Linked DNA regions of Sus scrofa: region 1 is linked to region 2. A link is a contact called in public Hi-C data. All regions are on one chromosome and are shown on one strand. Each heading gives the region's core, a stretch centred on a gene start, on an enhancer-like site or on the middle of the called end of the contact. The rest is flanking DNA. Distances are from core to core; before and after follow the strand shown.

Region 1 (3,726 bases), core at 1,059-3,558, 52 kb before region 2:
AGAAAATCTTCAGCCCAGAGCCTAGTGCCTGGCATATACATGGCCATCATAGGTACTTGCTGAAAAATTCACGTACTTTGCAAGTGAAATCCTATGCTATCTTGAACTTCTTCGCCCAACTTAAAAAACTTAGAAGAAAAAATGGCTAGATTGACTTTTCTCTCTTTATCTGAATCCCCTAGGGCCTCCTAACAGAAAAGCTCCATTGGAAAGCACATTACCACGCAAAACGATGCAGGACCTCAGCACAAGGCAAGTTCATGCTGCAGACCCTCATTGCCTGTCTTTGAAGGTATGGGAGTGCCCTGCCTCTCCCTTCTTCAAATGTTCATTTTGCAATAAGGCTCAACAGGTACATATTTGAGAGAAGCAGCAGGACGGTGTAAGGTCCTAGTACTAAGAAGTAAACTATTAATATAGAACCTTTTAAAGAGCACTTCTGAAAAGGATCTAAGAAGTGGAATTCCAGCAGAAAGAGGAGCTGTTGGTTGGAGCACCAAAAGCAAAAATCCTCCAGTCCCGCAGTTTTCCCCCGGGGAGGTGACAGCTATGACCTATCCTTAGTTACAGCTTGTTGGTTCTAGGGTCAACTGGAGACAGGGTCTAGGTGAGCGTGGGATCAGTATACTTTCTGGGTCTTTGTAAGCTCCAGGTGAGAGCAGCACAGAAGGGCCCCGGACACACCTGCGTCCCCCCTCTGGCTGGTACACCCGTCCTACTCACGGGTCCTTACTCGGCTTCTAATTTAACCTCTTCCCAGGCCTTCCATTGCGTTCAGTCAGCTAGGCCTAGCGTCTACAGCTGCTCAGAGCTGGCTCGACGTGCGTATTCCCCGGGAGATAGAAAGATCACTCCACCCCTTTTTATTTGTTTATTTGCAATTTCACAAAGAGAACCTTTTTACCGAAGCATTGGAAGACTGTTTTAGTCACTTAATGAAGTAGGCATTCCAGACCCAAACGGTAAATTACACACTTCAAGATATTTGATTCATTACCCACCCCTCCTCCTCTCGCATTTCCCAACACTTAGTACCAGATACACAAATCACAGGTTACGTAGGTCCAAACTCTCGTTCCGCTGTGACCGCCACCTTCCGTGTATCGCCCGCGGCTCGCTGGGGCCCAACCGGGACGGCGGGGGCGCAATGAAGCCGCAGAGCGCTTCCTGCTCCGCCGGGTGCAGGGCTCCTGGGGCAGGAGCGCGAGTGGTCCAGTCGGGAGGCTGGCGCGCTGCTGGGTCTCGGTGCCCGAGGCCGCCGCTCCCTCCTCTGGCGTCCGCCAACTTCTCTGCACCCGCCGCGCGGAGAAGCTCGCAGCCCCTCGCAGCCTCCCGATCTACCGGCTCGCCCTGCCCAAAGCCGCGGGGGAGAGCGGCTTTGCGACTGCCGGCCCCGCTGCGGACACTGCCATCCGGCGCCGGGATTGGAGCCGCCTCGTCCGCCCGCGGGGCCGCAAGGCCGCCGTCCCGCCAGCCTCGTTCGCCAACTCCTGGCGGCCTGTGACCCGGGACAAACTTCTGGCCGCCGCGCGGCCCCTGCGCGGTCACCCTCCCGGAAGCCGGCCTCGAAACCCAAGCCGCGGCGGGGCGGGACGCGAGCGGGAGGGAGCACGAGGCACCTCCCGGCAGCCGCTCTCCGCGCGGTGACACCGCCCCCGCGGCCGCCCCCCGCCCGGCTCCCCCCGAGGCGCCGCTGCCTCTCAGCGCCGGGCGCGGACCCGTAGGGCCGGCGGGGCCGGGCGCTCACGCCCTCTAGCGGGCCGCGGCAGCGCGGGCGGCCGTGACGTGGGCGCTCCCTTCAGCCGGCCTGCGGGGCACTGCCAGTCAGTCGGGGAGCAGGAGCCCCGCGCGCAGCCGGCGCGGGCTCGGCCATTGGCGCGCCGCCGCCCGGGGGCTGGCTCGGCTGCTGGCTGAGAGGCGGCGGGCGGGACAAGCGCGGCCGCGGCCCCGGCCACCGCGGCGCCGGCGGCTCGGGTCCCTACCCGGGGAAGGAGAGCGGCGGCGGGTGCAGCAGCCGGCACGGAGGGCGGATTTTGGCTCCGCGGGCGCGCCCTCCGCTCCCTCTTGCAGCCGCTCCAGCTCCGAGCGGGGCTGGCGACTGGGTGGGAGGATCCAGGACCTCGGCCCCGGCCCCGGGAGCCCCCGGAGTTGAGACTTCTGCAAGTGTTGGCACTTTGCGGGTCTGGCTCTGGTTTTGGGTGTTCACCCTGCTCTCCTCGCCGCCTTGGAAGGAAAGCTCCCGGCCGCCCTCGGACCTCGCGCCCACCCAGCGCCGCCGGGGAGCGGCCCGGCGTGCGCTCAGCACCATGAGCAGACTTGGGACTTGGCTGGTGACTTTGTACGGACTTTTGCTAACTGCGGCGGGGGATACGTTTTCAGGTAAGAGGGGCCGCACTCGCTGTGGCCTGGGGCGTGCGGGCCGGAAGGGGCCCGGGACGCATGCAGCTCCCGGGTGGGAGAGCACTAGCGGCGGACCGCGGGTCCAGACTGGGGAGCGGCGGCTCCGGCACTGCGTGTGCCAGTTCCCTGCCCCGGCGCGAGACCAGCGGGGAGGGAGGGCACCTCGCGCTCGGGCGGACAGAGCGGACGAGCCCGGGGCGCTGACTCCGGAGCCCGGCCCCAGGTCGGCCCCCGCCCCTTGGCGGCCTGGGTGCGTGTCGGCGCCACTCGGAGCCCTCCGCCGGCTCTGAGAGCAACAGCAGAAAACTTTGCCTGAAGTTGGGAGCTGCAGCCGCCGGCCGCCTGGCGTGGTCGCTGCGCGGTCCTTCCCACCCGGAGCGGCGGCCAGCCGGATCTCCGTGCCTGCTGCGCCCGCGCGATTGCTTCGGAGAGACTCTGGCGGCGGCGGTGGCGATCGCCGGTTTTCTTTGCCGTCCAGCCGCCGCCCGGCCAGAAGCTTGCCATGACCCCGGCTCGCCGCGGTGGTCGCGCCGCAGATCGAGAGAACCAAGGCAGTGTCCTCATCGGTCCCGGAGGGAGGACCTGTGGTCCGGACGGAGTGGCTGGTTGCCCGGGCCCCGGGCCGCTGCGGTTGTGTGCGGGTCAGGCTCCCTTCGGCCCCGGGGAGCTCCCGAACGGGGGCAGTGGTCAGCCAGCCCCGCCACCCGCCGCCTCGGGCTGGCAGGAAAGTGGCCGGCGGCGAGGTGCCTGCTGCGCCCGGGCGATCGGAGCCTGCAGAGCTCCTGGGACTAGGACGCGTGATCGGGAGTCGCGGGTCAGGCCAGGCTCGAGCCCTGCACGGCGTTACCGGGAGCACACACGCGGATAGACAGCCAGCGCTTGCACACGTGCACAGTTTCCCGTGTGTGTCAGTTTTCACGGAATGGTGGCCCTGGGCTTGTTTTTCTTCTAATAAAAAGCCTGCTATTAGTCCTTCAACTTGGGTTGCAAAATAGGTTTGTTTCTCTGTTTATTCGGGAGGAATGAGTAAGTTGAACTTTTTAAAATTTGATGGAGACTTTCACTGACAGTAAAAACGCATATTTAAAAGCATTGGAGACGTTTGGCGTTTGGCTGTGAGACCTGTGGAAACTTAACATCTTTACTTTCCCGAGCTCTGGACACACAGGCGGGGAGGCCGTGCCCCTGGCTTTGCTGAGCCGCGAGACCCTTGACCACAGTTGGCCACCACCAGGAAGCTTAGCGGGGAGTTGGCTCCTGGCTCTGTGCTGTCAGCTTCAGTAGAGAAATAACCCTTCTCCTAAGTTTAGTATGTCCTTAAGTGTC
Region 2 (4,141 bases), core at 1,283-3,782:
GTGTACATGTATAAATTAATCACTTCGTCGTATAGCACAAATTATCACAGCATTGTCAATCAACTATACTTCAATAAAACTTTAAAAAATGGAAAGTAAAGATTGTTCCCCCAGCTCCCCATTTAAAAGGGCTTAACAATCTTTGGCCCTTGGCTGTGAGAACATTTCCCTCATTAAAGTAGGGACCTAAAAGTTGCTCTCAGAGCCATCAGCTGGCAGCCTGGAGGTGATGAGCAGAGGAGCGGGAGGTGGAAGGGGGGAGTTGTGGAGAATGGAAAGGGGTCTACACTCCCCTCCCCCGTGATAAAGCTGGTGGCTTCATGGAGGCAAGAGGCCTGCTAGTCATGAATGGAGGTATGGACAACACTACCCAACTTGGGGTCAGAACCTGATCTGGGTTCCTCCAGACCCCTCTAGGTTGCTAGGGTTACTCTGTGAGGACCTGTTCTTATGCTGTATCCAATCAGATGCCCCTATGCTGTATCCAATCAGATGCCTCTTATGCTCTGTCCAATCAGATGCCCCTTATGTTCTAGCCAATCAGATGCCTCTCATGCTCTGTCCAATCAGATGCCCCTTATGCTCTAGCCAATCAGATGCCTCTTATTCTCTACCCAATCAGATGCCCTTATGCTTTATCCAATCAGTTGCCCCTGTTGGGATGGTACTTGGCTGCCCTTTCTTGGATGCCAGGCCGGGCCTCCCCTTCCTGTGAGGGCGGCTTAGTGTCCTTGTCTCTGCAGAGGGATTCCAGGTCCCCTCTTCTTCTGGTGGCCCTGGGATGGCTCCCACTCCAGTCACGGTAGAATTAGGATCCCTCCTGCTGTCATCTCCACCCCACCTCCTGACCCCGCTGACCTCCACAGTCAGCCACTTGGTCTGCACCTGGGCAGGGCATTTGCCCTTTTCAATGTTTAGGCCACCAAACATCACCATCATCTGTGGCCTCAGACCTTAGCCTTTACCTTGTCATGGTCATGGCTCTCTCCCTCCAGGGTCTGGTTAAGCCCTAAGGCTGGACAGGAGGTGGTTTCCTCTTCACTGACATGAGTCATGTGTCCTGTCTTTGGCTTCCTGGTCATCCTGTCCTTGGCTCATCCTATCCTTGGCCCCCTGGTCATTCTGTCCTTGGCCCCCTGGTCATCCTTCCTTGGCCTCCAGGTCATCCTGTTCTTGTCCTCCTGGCCGGCCTCTAGGTCATCCTGTCTTTGGCCCCCTGGCCATCCTGTCCTTGGCCTCCCAGCCCCTGTGGGTGGGGTCCTTTCTGCCCACTGCTGGCCCCACCCAGTGCACACAGTAGTGTTTCAGGGTTGGACTCCAGGTCCTGGGGCCCTGGGAGGGAGCCTTTGGGATACAGGTGGTGATGCTCGGTTAATTCCAGCAAGTGTTTAGGAAGCACCTGTGCTGGATCCTGAGGGAGGATGAGGAGGAGGCCCATGAGTGGATACCAGACGCACTTGGGTACCTGGGCCATGCCCACCTTAAATGCCACCAGAAACTTTTCAGATGGGATTTGGGGTAGGGAGTGGAAACTGAGTTTTAACCCAGTTATTTTCTTTCTAAAAGGAGCAGCAAGGAAGCCAACAATACAGCTTCGTTAGGAAACAGGTTAAGGAGAAAACCCTGCTAATGTAACAGAGTCCCATTTATTCCAAATAAGAGGCCCCATGTAAATGGGAATCCTAGCGTGGGTAGTACCCTTGGCTCCTCTATATGAAAACAAAATAGCCAACTTAATTTTTTTGTCTAAAAAAATACGCAAAATTTTCAAATGGCCATATAGCAAGTATACTAAAGATATTTAGTATATATTTCAATAGAAATATAAAATGTGTGTATGTCAGGATACATGTTCTAAGAGCCACTGTTAGTTTTCTGTACGCCACACTGGATTTTTTAAAGTGTCTGAAGCATTCATTAATTTTTTCACTTTAATATCAAAACATTAAAATAATTCAGAAAGGGAAAAATGTTAAGTCATTTAATGGTTCTACTTCAAATGAATGCAACTGATTTAATACATTTCTGTTATTCCCTAGTGTACTATTGTTGCACAGTAGTTATTATCTTTGAAATGAGAGTTGGAAAAGAGAACGTAGCTTTCTATCTGTGTCTTTCATAACATTGCAAATATGGTACCAAAACTTGATTCTAAATCAGATGTATCTTATTCCTTTTTATTTGAAAGAATAACATATTTAAGTTACTGTGTGATATGCCAGAGCCATTAGTTGGCATTTTAAGAGTCATTTAAAGAATGTTCTTTAATTTAAATCAAAAGGAAAACTAAATTAGAATTCATTTCCATCTTATTTCTGGACTTTTTAAAAACGGTATTCAAAATGAAAGTTGTTCTTCTTTTAAATTCCAGTTTGGTCTATGACTGTTAATAATTCAGTTATTCAGCAAATAATTGGGTGCCCCCTCTGGGTCAGGCACCGTTCTAGATGCAAGCAGGGCTCCGCAAAGCAAAGTTGACACAAAGCTCTGTCCTCAGAGTCCCCACTATATTTATGGACACCTCTGTGTGCCAGGCACCAGGCTGTGTGCTTGCCATGCAGGAGCTATTTTAGTCCTTGTATGAGTCCAAAGAGGCGGGCACTATTGCTGTTTTAGGTTAAAGATCGAGGAAGCAGGGGCTTGATGCGGTTTGCAATCCCTAGCCTCATAGGTGACAGGATGAGCTTTCCAGCCCATCTCCATTTGCCCTCATGCTGGTTTTGTGCCCACTTGGCAGTGGGAGAGCCCTCCACTGGGTTAGGCTCAGTGAGGACCTGGCCTGGAACCACTTAAATCCATCATTAGGCCCTAAGCTTAAAAAGAGCAGTAGACTGGAGTTGCTTGGTGGTTCAGCAGGTTAAGGATCAGATATCATCACTGCAGTGGTTCTGGTTACTGCTGTGATGTGGGTTCAATCCCTACCAGGGAGCATGCTCATGCCATGGGTGTAGCCAAGAAAAAAAGAGTGGTAGACTGTGGACTCCAGGTGACAGTGTTGTGTCAGGACAGGTCATCCGTCGGGAGGGGTTGATCCTGGGGGAGGTGGCCCATGGTGGAGGCAGGAACATCCCTGTACCTTTCCCTCAATTTTGCTATGAACCTAAAACTGCTCGAAAAAAATGAAATTCTTAAAAAAAAATGGGAGTGTGGAAGCAGCCTCAGAGGAAGGCTCTTAAGATGGTGGGGGTGCCAGCCGTGTCATATGAGGGGTATTTTAAGGAATTATTGAACTAGGACCAGTGGGTAGAAGGTTCTGGGAGGCAGGTTCCAGGTTAGTTTTTTATAAGGAGTCCTGTAGTGCTTGCAGGAGGGATGGGTCATCCCATTACTGGAGACCCTGGGCCTGGCTGTGGTCAGGATTCAGGTGTTAGAGGGATGCCTGTTTATAGCAGGTTCCCAGGCTGCTCCTCAGAGTTGGCCGGCCACTTGCTGGAAGGATGCATTCTGGCCTCCAGGAGAGATTTAGATTCATCAGGGTTAGGTTTGGACTGAACCTCTGAATTTCCAGTCAACATAGTACTTGACCCATTTGCGGCGTGGGGGTATAGCACAGGTCACAGAGGTCTAACAGCCCGTTTATGCAGACAGGACATGGATTGTACTAGAAACTGAAAGGCCAGCGAGGCTGTAACACAGAGTCAAGGCAGCTTGAATTAGAAAAAAAGTGGAGGAGTTGGGGAGGGGGAGCAGTCACGGGAGGGTCTGCTGAGGCCGGGAGGCTCTTCCCTGCAGCTGGAAACCTTTTTGCCTCCAGCAGCTCAGGGTTACACAGTTTATATGTGTGTGTGTGAATGTGTACACACACACACACACACACACACACACACACACACACAGTATTTTTTTTAAAGCTCACTGGGGCTGTGAGTTTACAAGTGTGGAAGGAAGAATAAAAGATCCCAATGAACTTGTTTGCAGAACAGAAACAAGACTCACAGACTTTGAAAAATACATGGTTCCCACCGAAGGGGACAGGTGGAGAGGAGAGAGGGTAGATGGGGGATTTGGAATGGAAATGTTCTAAAATTAGGTCATGATGACGGTTGTGCAACTATAAACACAATACAATTCATTGAATTATGCTTTTAAAAAGTGCGAATGGAGAGGGGCCGGGTGGCTGGCCACAGACCACCTCTGAGAC

The links. Hi-C and Micro-C count contacts between places; a contact is called where the count stands out from the background.
Region 1: a Hi-C map of skeletal muscle shows a contact between it and region 2, with 3 times the contacts expected there. The contact joins the promoter of LOC106510670 here to the enhancer-like site in region 2. A contact is called at or near these places in 10 of 47 Hi-C or Micro-C datasets (adipocytes, embryonic fibroblasts, epiblast stem cells and 5 more) and 1 of 2 datasets of contacts at active chromatin or transcription factors (skeletal muscle).

The regions. Positions count from the first base shown.
Region 1 is chr6:100,091,049-100,094,774 of Sscrofa11.1, reverse strand. LOC106510670 reads right to left here and starts at 2,308. Exons shown (of 4, transcript XM_021097607.1): 1 at 2,050-2,308; 2 at 1,808-1,978; 3 at 1,043-1,742. The coding sequence starts at 2,308. The coding sequence ends at 1,048. It overlaps PTPRM (receptor-type tyrosine-protein phosphatase mu), which reads left to right and starts at 1,809. Exons shown (of 36, transcript XM_021097712.1): 1 at 1,809-2,379. The coding sequence starts at 2,307.
Region 2 is chr6:100,038,897-100,043,037 of Sscrofa11.1, reverse strand. All of the region lies in intron 1 of PTPRM (receptor-type tyrosine-protein phosphatase mu), which reads left to right. Among named protein-coding and RNA genes, the nearest start is that of PTPRM, 52 kb to the left of the region's middle. Within about 2 kb of position 2,532, at least 2 of the 83 cell types and tissues checked have an H3K27ac peak or open chromatin away from gene starts, as enhancers often do. A contact at or near this core is called in skeletal muscle, where this site is marked.